2 separate regions of the Mus musculus genome follow, and region 1 is linked to region 2. The links are chromatin contacts, called in public Hi-C maps. All regions are on one chromosome and are shown on one strand. Each heading gives the region's core, a stretch centred on a gene start, on an enhancer-like site or on the middle of the called end of the contact. The rest is flanking DNA. Distances are from core to core; before and after follow the strand shown. Region 1 overlaps Exoc4 (exocyst complex component 4). Region 2 overlaps Exoc4 (exocyst complex component 4).

Region 1 (5,315 bases), core at 1,725-4,224, 170 kb before region 2:
AAGTAATATCGCTCATCATTGCAGCCAGCACATTAGCAGTGTTGACTAGGAGCCAGCCCTCTACCAAGTGCTTTCTGTGCACTGGCTTATATATGCTTTGGTTGTATGGCAGGAACTTCTTCGATGATCTTATGGTAATGACATGGAAAACATTGGAATTAAATTACCTACCCCGAGTCCTCTGGCTAGCAAAGGGAAGAATGGTTCCCACCCAGGAAGTCTAGTCCTGAGCCCTGTGTTCTACAATAGTTTCCAAATCATAGTCTGAGGACTATGGTTGTCTGCAAGCTACCTATCTCTGTGCCATCAGACACAGGTTTGAGAATGAACATTTAGATACTTTGATTGTTCTTAGCCCTTTGACATTGTCTGGGAATCTAATAAATTAGGACTTACATTATATATATATATATATATATATATATATATATATATATATATATTTCTAGGTTTTGAATGTCTTTTTCTAGTAACTCATTTTTATTGTATCTCATGAAAGTGTATATTCACAACAGATTGTGGGGATATTGGGCTGTTGCCATAGTTAGAGGAACATTGCTCCAAATCCTTTACTGTCCCACACTGCCTCCCAGAGAGTGAAGGAAAGGACCATCTGCCTTAGCTCTAAAGCACTTACAGCAGACAGAGAGCTTGGATAGTTATTACCATTGCTTCTCTCCTAAATTTCTGGTTCCAGAATAGACTTAGAATAACTAGAATATTTAATAATATTTATAAAAATGGCATTTGCACATGTGGTAGACACACAGGCCTTGGTGCATGTGTCGAGATCAGAGGACAACTTGCCAAGTTGCTTCTCTCCTCCCAACATGTGAGCTATGAAGATCAAATCCAGGTCATTGGCTGGTCCTCACATTCAGTATTTGATAAATGGATGAGTGAATGGGTAGATGTAAATAATGCTTTCATTACTGCAAAGACATATGTCCTTAATGGTACAAAATCCCCAATCTTGAGTTTCAAAACCAACATATTGCTAAATTAGAATGCTCTGATGTTCCGATGTAAGGGCAGGATTAGGTTTGACTCATCTAGCCTTCTAAGAGGTTGACACTATTTTTCCTGCAAAAAAAAAAAGGCCTCAACTCTTGCAATGCTAAGCCTGTTGATTGGAGTTAAACTAAAGAGGTCTTGTAGGAAAAATTCCTCATTTTTTCCTAAGCCATATTATGGCTGTATAGTTTCGAGGCTTCACGATCATCATGCTGGACATGGAATTTGAGGCTCATTTATTTGAGGACATTGAGGTGATCCAGAGACTTCCATTCTATAGAATAGACACGAGGGAAGAGGTCAAACTCTGGTTCAATTTTAGTTCTCTCATGTATTGTTGTTTGCTAATGTAGATGTTCTTTGATGTTTGCTTGTTTGTTTTTTAATTGACAGTAACAATATTTCATGTTTTTTATTCCTTACCTATGAATGCTGAATGGGAGGGCACCTTCCAATCAGTGATCCAAAGACAGTCTCCTCTCCCCATCACACTGCTATATCGTTGCCTTTATTAGTAGCTAAAGAGCTATCTGTAGGCATCAGACCTCTGACTTAGCCTGCACTTGTATGATGTCACCATCTGAGTGTCTGTGTATTTGGGTTTGCCCTAGCCTCGTGCAGCTCACCTGGGAACTTGTGAGACCCAGACTCCCGAACTTTATACCAGGGTTGAAGTAGCCCTGAACATGGCTTTAATATAATCCAAGGTTGAAGAAGCGCCTCTCAGTGTCGCCACGCCCAGCCTTAGGGTCAGGCCTTTCCAGACCTGATGCTGTGTGTGCTTATGTGGTGAGCAACCATAGTCATGTTAAGGAAATACTCTACATTGCTTCATGCTGACCCAGACATTGAAAAAAAAAAACAAAACAAACAAACAAAAAAACCCACTATGTCCCACAGTGGCAAAAGCTTCTTCCTTGTCTAGCACATTTCCAAATTTTACAGCGTGCTTTCCCAGGACAGGAGCCCACGTTTTCTGGCTCAGGAAGGGCAATATGAGACAGAAGCAGCTTCTCCGGCTGAGGCTCAGGCTCAAATTCCCTATCGCTGGAGGAACAAACATAAGCTGTGTGAGTAACACAGTAAGCCATCTTGAACATTTAAAGCATATTATATTTTCCTCACTGCCCCAGCATTTGCCAGAGTCACTTCTGAAAAGTTAAATAGCTACAGTCTGCCTGCAAACAGCCAACTCTCACCTCCTCCTCAGCCAGCCACACTTCCCACTCCCACCTGCTGGCTTAGAGCAGTGATTCTCAGGAACATGACCCATCCAAGTCACCCAGGAAGCTTCCTAAAAGTACCCCTGCCCACACGCCATCAGTTGGCCAGGCTCGAGGGACTCCCTGCAAGATGCCCGGATGATCTGAGCATTCAGCCAGGATCAGCACCACTTCTCTGAAGACTGCTGCTGCTTATAATCGGTGATTTCCCTGAGAGGGAGAACCTGGTTATTGCTGAGGCATTTACTCTAGTCAAGTCTGTAATAGAGTGCTCAACTTTATATTGGGAACCAAGCTTTATACATAAGCTCTGAAATCGCATACAAATGAATTCCAGCCATATCACTTAATAGCTTCTTTACTGTGACCAAATTATTTAGCCTCTCGATACCTATTTCTTTTCTGGAAAATAGAAATTATAATTTTGGGGGCCTAGGAACATAATAATGGTTAAGCGGGATAATGACTGTAGAACATACTCCACCTCCTTCCTCATACCACATGAGACTGGTCTCAGCACTGAGCACTCTAAGTCAGTTCCTGTCTGCTCCTTAGCTCTCCCTTCTATGGCTTTCTGACCTCTGTCACTGCTCTTTCACATCCTGCTATCTCCCACTGGATCTTCAGGCTGCTTTCCTTTCCCCACCAACCTGCATTCACTCTAACACACACCCAATGACTTTGCTAGTGCCCCTAGACCCTAGCCTGACAGCAGGCAAGAGCAGCTGCTGTAGCTCCACCGTGTCCTGTCCCTGGAGCCCCTCTGCTGGCTGGAGATCAGTAGCAGCATGTGGAGCTCATAGCGCTGCGAGTCAGTGGATTTGTTTCCTAGGGCTGCAAAAGCAGGGTAACACAGTGGCTTGAAACAAAAGAAGCCAATTCTGTGGGGCCAGCAAGATAGCTAGGAAAGGAAGGGTATTTGCTCCCAAAACTGATGACCAGGGTTCAGTCTCTAGAACCTAAGGGAAAAAAGTGACTCCTGCAAGTTGTCCTTGGGCTTCTATACAAGCACTGCACTATACATATGTGTGCACATGTGCACATACACAGTAAACAGACAGACAAACAAATAAATAAATATTTGAAAACTTTAAATAGTTTACTCCATCACTGTTATAGGTATCAGAATCTGCAATTCTTCCAAGGCTCTAGAGGGGACCCTAGAGGCTCTAGAAGATATTGCTGTTCTTGTTCAAGAAACAACTCTAAGGAACAACCAGAGTTCCTTAGCATAACCTTTCCCTGTCCCTGTCATTTGTCTGACTCCCATAAGGACACTTTCAGTAGATTTAAGGCCATCCTAATCTTATATATTTCTATCCCAAGTTTTAATTTCATCCGCAAAGAACCTGTTTTCAAGTTAGGTCACGTTATGACGTTCCATGCAGATGTGGGCTGAGAGGTTCACAACTCACTCCTGTACCTAGCCATGGGAATCAGTGAGGAAGTATGGCTGTTAAAGCAAATACGCAGGATGGTCGGAATTGTAGGAGTCTACAGGGTTACAAGTGAACATTACTGATAGGTGGGTAGGTGCAGGAATCCCAGGCAAGCCATGGTAGATACGGCTGCTTTCAGTATAATTATTTGCTGAAGATAATTACACTGATGCCCAAACTTATTATCTTCCCAGATAGAGCAGAACACTGCCAGTAACCGTTTCTGTTTTCCCAGGGATGCATGGATAGCAGCAACAGCATATTGTGTCATCAGATGAGATTGTGTTACTATGAAGAACGTTGCCTTTGAGTGGCATTTGATCACAGCCAGTGTTGCCATTCACTCTTCCACTCTCTGGTACAGGAGATGCGGCTTTATTAGTGTAAATAGATTAGCTCCATTTAAGGTCTGCTGGAAGTCATCATGAAAATCATTAAGTTGAAAAGAGGCCTGATCAATTGGTTCCCCACCCCCAAGCTCTTAGAGATGGCTCTAATGTCCTCACTAAAAAAAAAAAAAAAAAAAAAACCTAGGGTTTAAAACACAAAGCATTTTGGAATCCAATCTCATTCTTTGGTGTGCATCTGTACCTAAAAAAAGAAAACGAACCACTTACACTTTTTGTTTTCTTTGAGTTTCATTCCCAGTATTTTGTTTATTCACTAACAGTGATGCTTGGCCTTTTCACAACAAGTAGAAGCCTCAATTAAGCAATTTTTTGTGGCGATTTTGACTTTATCCAGAGAGTCTGGGTACCAGGAGTCCCTGTGTTCTTGTCTTTGGATTGTTACCTCACCTGTTTGCTGCCAGTGTACTTACCTGAGCAATTCAAACCTTTTGTTACTAATGGGGACTTGCAATCTCCTTGCCTTTACCTGGGTTCCCATTTCATTTTTAATCCAGTTGTGCTTTTTGTATAGTGTTACCCCTATTGCTGGCTTAGATATCTCTTTTTAAAATTAATTTTATTTGTAATTCATTTTTTACACTTCATATTCCATTCCCTGCCCCTCCCTTCCCACCCTCCAACTGTTCCACATCCCACACCTTCTCCCCACCACACCCTGTCTCCACATGGATGCCCTCAACCTCCACCCTATCTGACCTCTAAACTCCCTGGGGCCTCCAGTCTCTTGAGGATTAGGTGCATCATCTCTGAATGAACACAGACCTGGAAGTCCTCTACTGTATGTGGGTTGGGGGCCTCATATCAGCTGGTGTATGCTGTCTGTTTGGTGGTCCAGTATTTGAGAGATCTTGGGGCTCCAGATTAATTAAGACTGCTGGTCCTCCTATAGGATCACCCTTCTCCTCAAATTCTCTCAGCCTTCCCTAATTCAACAAGGGTCAGCTGCTTCTGTCCATTGGTTGAGTGCACATATCTGCATCTGACTCTTTCAGCTGCTTGTTGGGTCTTTCAAAGGGCAGTCATGATAGATCTGTATATCATTTCTGCTGATTCCTCAGATCTCTCTTTGTAAATTTTTTTTATTAAGTTTCCTTGTGGTAAGGTGGTGACAGCCTGAAATGCATGAGTCTAGTGTCACCAATGAGAAAGTGTTCCAGTGACACCTGCCCAAGGGTCCCTCTCCTCATCTACAGGATGAGAAGGACACTGGCCCAAGCTACCATTAGACA
Region 2 (4,994 bases), core at 1,182-3,681:
TTGTAGATAATGATGGTATATTAATGTTGGTTCATTAGTTGTGATAAATGTGCCATACTAATATAAGATGTTAGTAGGAATAATGAATATAAGTTACTTGAGAACTTTATACTAACTTACTTTTTTCAACTTTGTGTGACTAAAACCTCTTTTTAAAAATAATCTGTTAAAATGTTATCAAAGACATTTATGCCATGAAGATCTGCATGTGGATGATTTATGGTGAGCATGAAAAGATGCTCACCATAATCTGTTATTAGAGAAATGAAAATCAACACCACACTGAGATAAGCCTGCCTGCACAGTCCAAATAAAAAAGGGGGGGGGTAGAGTTGGCTCTTTGGCTAAGAGCACTGACTGCTCCTCCAGATGACTCAGGTTCAATTCCAAGCACCCACATAGTGGCTCACAACCATTTGTAATTCCAGTTCCAAGGAACTCAGTGCCCTCTTCTAGCCTCTATGAACAATGCACACTCAAGGTGCAGGCATACATGCCAGCAAATGCCCATATACATAAAATAAAAATAATTTTATGTTTTGATAAGAATATAGAGGAACTAGTGCTAGTGGGAAAATGGAAGGTACAGTGGCCTTGAAGAACAGTTTATCCCTTCTTCAAAAAGTTAAAAATAGACTTATCATATGATTCAGAGATTCTACCCAAGAGAAATCAAAAATAAATGCACTAAAAAAGTTTTACCCAAATTTTATAACAGTGTTAACTGATGGGTGAATGAAATGTGAATACATACAATAGATATTATGTGGCCATAATATGAAATTTAATATATGATGAACCTTTACACATGAGGCTAAATTAAAGAAGCTGGCCATGAATGGCTACATTGTATGTGACTCTGTGCGAAATATCAAAAATTGGCAAATCTTCAGAGCTAGCAGTTACTTACTGTTTGGAGCTTGTGAGAAAATGAAGATGTGGACTCAGGATTTCTTTTGGGAATGAGTAACATGTTCTAAAATAGATTTTGCAGATGGCTGTACAACTCTGGATATATTAAATGATCTTGAACTCTATACTTCAAATATGGAAATTGTATGGTAGCTGAATTATATTGCAGTAAGTTTTTTTTATGTTGAGCTTTAAAGCTTTAAAAGTCCCAAATGATTTGTCATAGAAAATGAGTAGCTCAAGTTTTATACCACATTAATAGAGAACTTTGTCAAGGAAATATCCTACGCATTTTCACATTTCCCTAATCATCCTGAGAGGTGAACAATCAAGGAAGAATTTGTAAGGAAGTGATGCATAATTTAAATACTAAGTGGATTTATCCAGAGTTGGGGAAGAGCCATTCAAGCAGAAAGTGAGGGACCCTGAAAGATGAGGTCTGGGGGAAGTGAGATCCCCTGTGGTAAGCTGTGGGTGCCACTTTCTTGCCTATAACTCGAAACATCCCCTTCATCATTTCCCTTGCCCTCACTTATCTCCTGTTATCATATACCTAACCTATTTTATATCTGATTGTTCACCTTGTCTACCCACAATAGAATGGGACCTCCATAGGCAAGGGCTCTTTTTATAGCATTCACTGCAGTAGCCCCAACTGAGTAGGACCTCAGTTGTAAATGTTCTCAGTTGTAAAGTGATTGCTGAAGGTGTGGTCATGATTCTGCTCAGAGCTAGCAGGAATAAAAACAGATATGGGAAGTAAGACGGAGTTTAAAAACCAGCTCAACTTAAGTAATGGTTGAATGTCAGAGGCAGAGGAACGGGAGTTAAGGATGACCCTGGAGCATCTACACACAGAATCAGCAAGTAAGGTAGGGGAACGGGGAGGACTGGGCTACAGTGTGAGGATATGTGTAAGATGCCTGTGGGACTTCAGAGCAGATGTGTCTAAGACACAACAGGAAGCTTAACAGAAAGGGTGGGAGTAAACAAACAGACCTGGGGAAGCGTCAGCATGGAGCCATCCAACCTCGGAAAGGAAGGGTCCATAGGCCAAGGGCAGTAAGATGGTGATGCATAAAGCCAGCAGAGCACAGAGCACACAGCCATGCTGCTACCTGAGTAGAAATGCTACTTCCCCTGTCAGTGCACAGATCAGCCTCCTTCAGGATGAATGAAAGCCATGTCTCTTTTTAAGTCACCCACATCCCACGTGAGCTCGCCTACCCAGATTCTTCCTCGAGGTACCAGGAGCCCAGCCCAGAAACTAAACGTGCTAAGTGGGACCCCTGCTTCATCCTTGACCTTTGTACTTTGCTAAGTCTAGGAATGCCCTCGGCCATGACTGAGAATGTCGAATTCCTCCCTTGGGGGCTGTTGTGTATACTTATCTTCTACAGGCTTATTGCAGAGGGACATTGTTTTGGTTTTTTGCAAAAAGGTTAAGTTTTCCTGGAGTGACCGGGGCATAGCTTGCTATAGGATTAGCGATGCCGTGCTGCCACCTACTGGAAGCACCCACAGCTGTCAGGACAGACCTGTGACTGAAGACTTCAGTGCCTGGGCTGAACACTGACTGCTTCCCCTTGCAGACTCCTTTGCTCGGCCAGAAACAAAATATTCCCTGCATCTGTTTCCGCAGTCATTTTGAAACCAGCTTTATCCTGCCACCAGTCATGTCTGCCCTTCCAATCCCAACCTTTTTTGCAAGCTTCGCTTTAAAGGGCTTCATCTGACCAGTTTCTGTTTGGATTTGTGGTCACATGAGGCCAGTCTTCTGCCAAACATTCTTTTAATAATGATGACCTCTAGAAGCTCTGAGAAGGAGCTTTAATTCAGCGGTGATAATAAAGCTAGCTCTGACTCCTGGCAGCCAGGAAAAACAGGCAAGTGATGGGTTTTATAGCTTTTACTGCCTGATATAAAAAAAAGGTACCTGTTAATAAAAGTCAGTGATAAAACAAAAATGAGTATAATTTGATATCCAAGAGTGTTTTCTTAAGGACCGTCTATTACATTATTTAAATAATGTTACTTTTCTTGAATTTAACCTTCTTTTGACTTTGCTACCCATTTCTGCCTATACCGTTTTCTTCTGGTCTTGCCTCTCTTAAGTTTATTATACTTAGAGTAGATCTCATACATTGCAGAAACTAATTGGTCTCTAATTAATGGTTTAATTGGGGCTTTTTGGATGCAGGTGAGCATGCCTCACCAGCCTGCATAGCCTCCAGAGCGCCTGAAAACAATGAGAACTCATAATCTCCCCAGAAAAATGCCTGCCTCTAATTAAGGTCTGAGTTCTCCGAGACATGCCTCACGTGTGAAGGCCTTAGTTAAATAAGATTTCCTTCTTGTCGTGATAGCATACAGTCAGTTTCTAACTTGGGGTTCCTCCCAATTCCTGGCAGACAATGGATCTGTTCACTGTTGCTTATTTGCTGGCACTGGCATTGCTCAGAGAATACCATAGATGGCAGATGCTATTATGCAATGAAGATCCCAGGGAATAGAAATGAGAAATAACTTGCCCAAGATCTCCCATCAGATTGTCTTTATGTATCCTTCGGTGCCTCTTTGGTCTCGTGCTTAAGAAATTAAGTTAGCCTTCCGTGTGAGGCTGTTCTTCTGCCTGAAAGGACTGGGTTACATTGTTCTATGTAAAAATTCCAAGAACTATCACTTATTGATTTTAGTAGAATTCTTACTGAAAAATTGGAAGCTGGAAGCTGACCCCCTTCTTGTTTTATAAATAAAAGTTTAGTGTTGAAACTAACATGTTTAAAATTCAGAAACACAGACCAATGAGACAGCTCATCCAATAAGTGGCTGAGGCAGGAGTACCTGAGCTCAGTCCCCAGAACCCGTATAAAAATAGCTGAGTGTGGTAGCCCACACTTGTAATCCCAGCACTGGGGAAGAGGAGATAGGTAAATTCCTGAGGCTAAGTCCAATCCCCCTCACTTAATAAGCTCCATCTGTCCAAAAGGAAGTTAGAGACACCTGAGGACTGAGGCCCAAGGTGGTTCTGAAGCCCACCCACACCCTAGTTCCCCAAAATAAAGACTCTGAGACTTCTTATATATGAATAAATGCCTAGACCCTTTGGCTTGTTTCTGCTAGCTGATAACTCAGCTATTCTGTTTAAACTAGTCTGAGGCCTGCCACATGGTTAAGTTTATCTCATCTCAGGTTCATATGACTGGCTTCCTCAAAGTAAAGGACAAATTTTCCCAAGCCTGACCACACATACACACACACACACACACACACACACAGAGTACCTTCTGCATTCCTCTGCATTGCTTTCCCCCTTTCCTAATCTGAAAAGACCAAACCCAGATGCTGAAAGGAAGCCACATGGCATGGTGAGCAAAATGGCTTTGCTCTCAAGTCTTCCCTAATGTGTCTTTGTAAGCTAGAGCTTTCTAATTTTCTATATTCTGAAATTGATGTTTTATGTGCTTAATTTTCACATTTTCCTATATTTTAATGTTTTATGACTCATTTTTATTAGCACATTCTCCCTCCCCACATAATCATAAATGTCTTATAACTAGTCACCAGGATTGTATTTAGTTTCATTTCTGGGTATCTATAGTTTATTATGTAGTTTATTTTCTCTTCTCTTTGTAATAGGCTTATATAAATTGAAAGTATTTATAAACATGGTCTAGACTTGAAAGTATGTTTAGTATACACGAATTTACATGTGTTTAGAGAACATCCATCAATAAATACAAATAGTTTGCCAAGAAATTATTTTTATACCTAGCCTTATAGTCCTGTGGGAATAAATTGTTTTCTCTAAAACAAGGGTAGCTCCAAAATAGATTTGGTGTAAATTGTCCATGTATGCTAATGAAAATGTACTACTATGGTAAAAATGAGCATGCTTATAGCTGAGCTTGATATATGCACTGTAGCAAATGCTTTCTCCACGTTGGTTCTTTGAAATTGTGTGTAGATGTTACAGTCACATGTTGTGAATAAAATGGAAAATATTTAAGAGGTTAAATAAATTCCCAGTTCATAAAATAATAGATATAGGATCACGTATAGATCACTGGACTTCAACATGT

Evidence for each region. Hi-C and Micro-C count contacts between places; a contact is called where the count stands out from the background.
Region 1: a contact with region 2 is called in a Hi-C map of the N1E-115 cell line, with 11 times the contacts expected there. The contact joins two enhancer-like sites. A contact is called at or near these places in 9 of 484 Hi-C or Micro-C datasets (the F1.1 cell line, the G1E-ER4 cell line, the N1E-115 cell line and 6 more) and 2 of 115 datasets of contacts at active chromatin or transcription factors (bone marrow-derived dendritic cells and embryonic stem cells).

The regions. Positions count from the first base shown.
Region 1 is chr6:33,761,182-33,766,496 of GRCm38.p6, forward strand. All of the region lies in intron 11 of Exoc4 (exocyst complex component 4), which reads left to right. Among named protein-coding and RNA genes, the nearest start is that of Gm13853, 230 kb to the right of the region's middle. Within about 2 kb of position 2,975, at least 18 of the 459 cell types and tissues checked have an H3K27ac peak or open chromatin away from gene starts, as enhancers often do. A contact at or near this core is called in the N1E-115 cell line and cortical neurons, where this site is marked.
Region 2 is chr6:33,927,495-33,932,488 of GRCm38.p6, forward strand. All of the region lies in intron 17 of Exoc4 (exocyst complex component 4), which reads left to right. Among named protein-coding and RNA genes, the nearest start is that of Gm13853, 62 kb to the right of the region's middle. Within about 2 kb of position 2,432, at least 48 of the 459 cell types and tissues checked have an H3K27ac peak or open chromatin away from gene starts, as enhancers often do. A contact at or near this core is called in the N1E-115 cell line and cortical neurons, where this site is marked.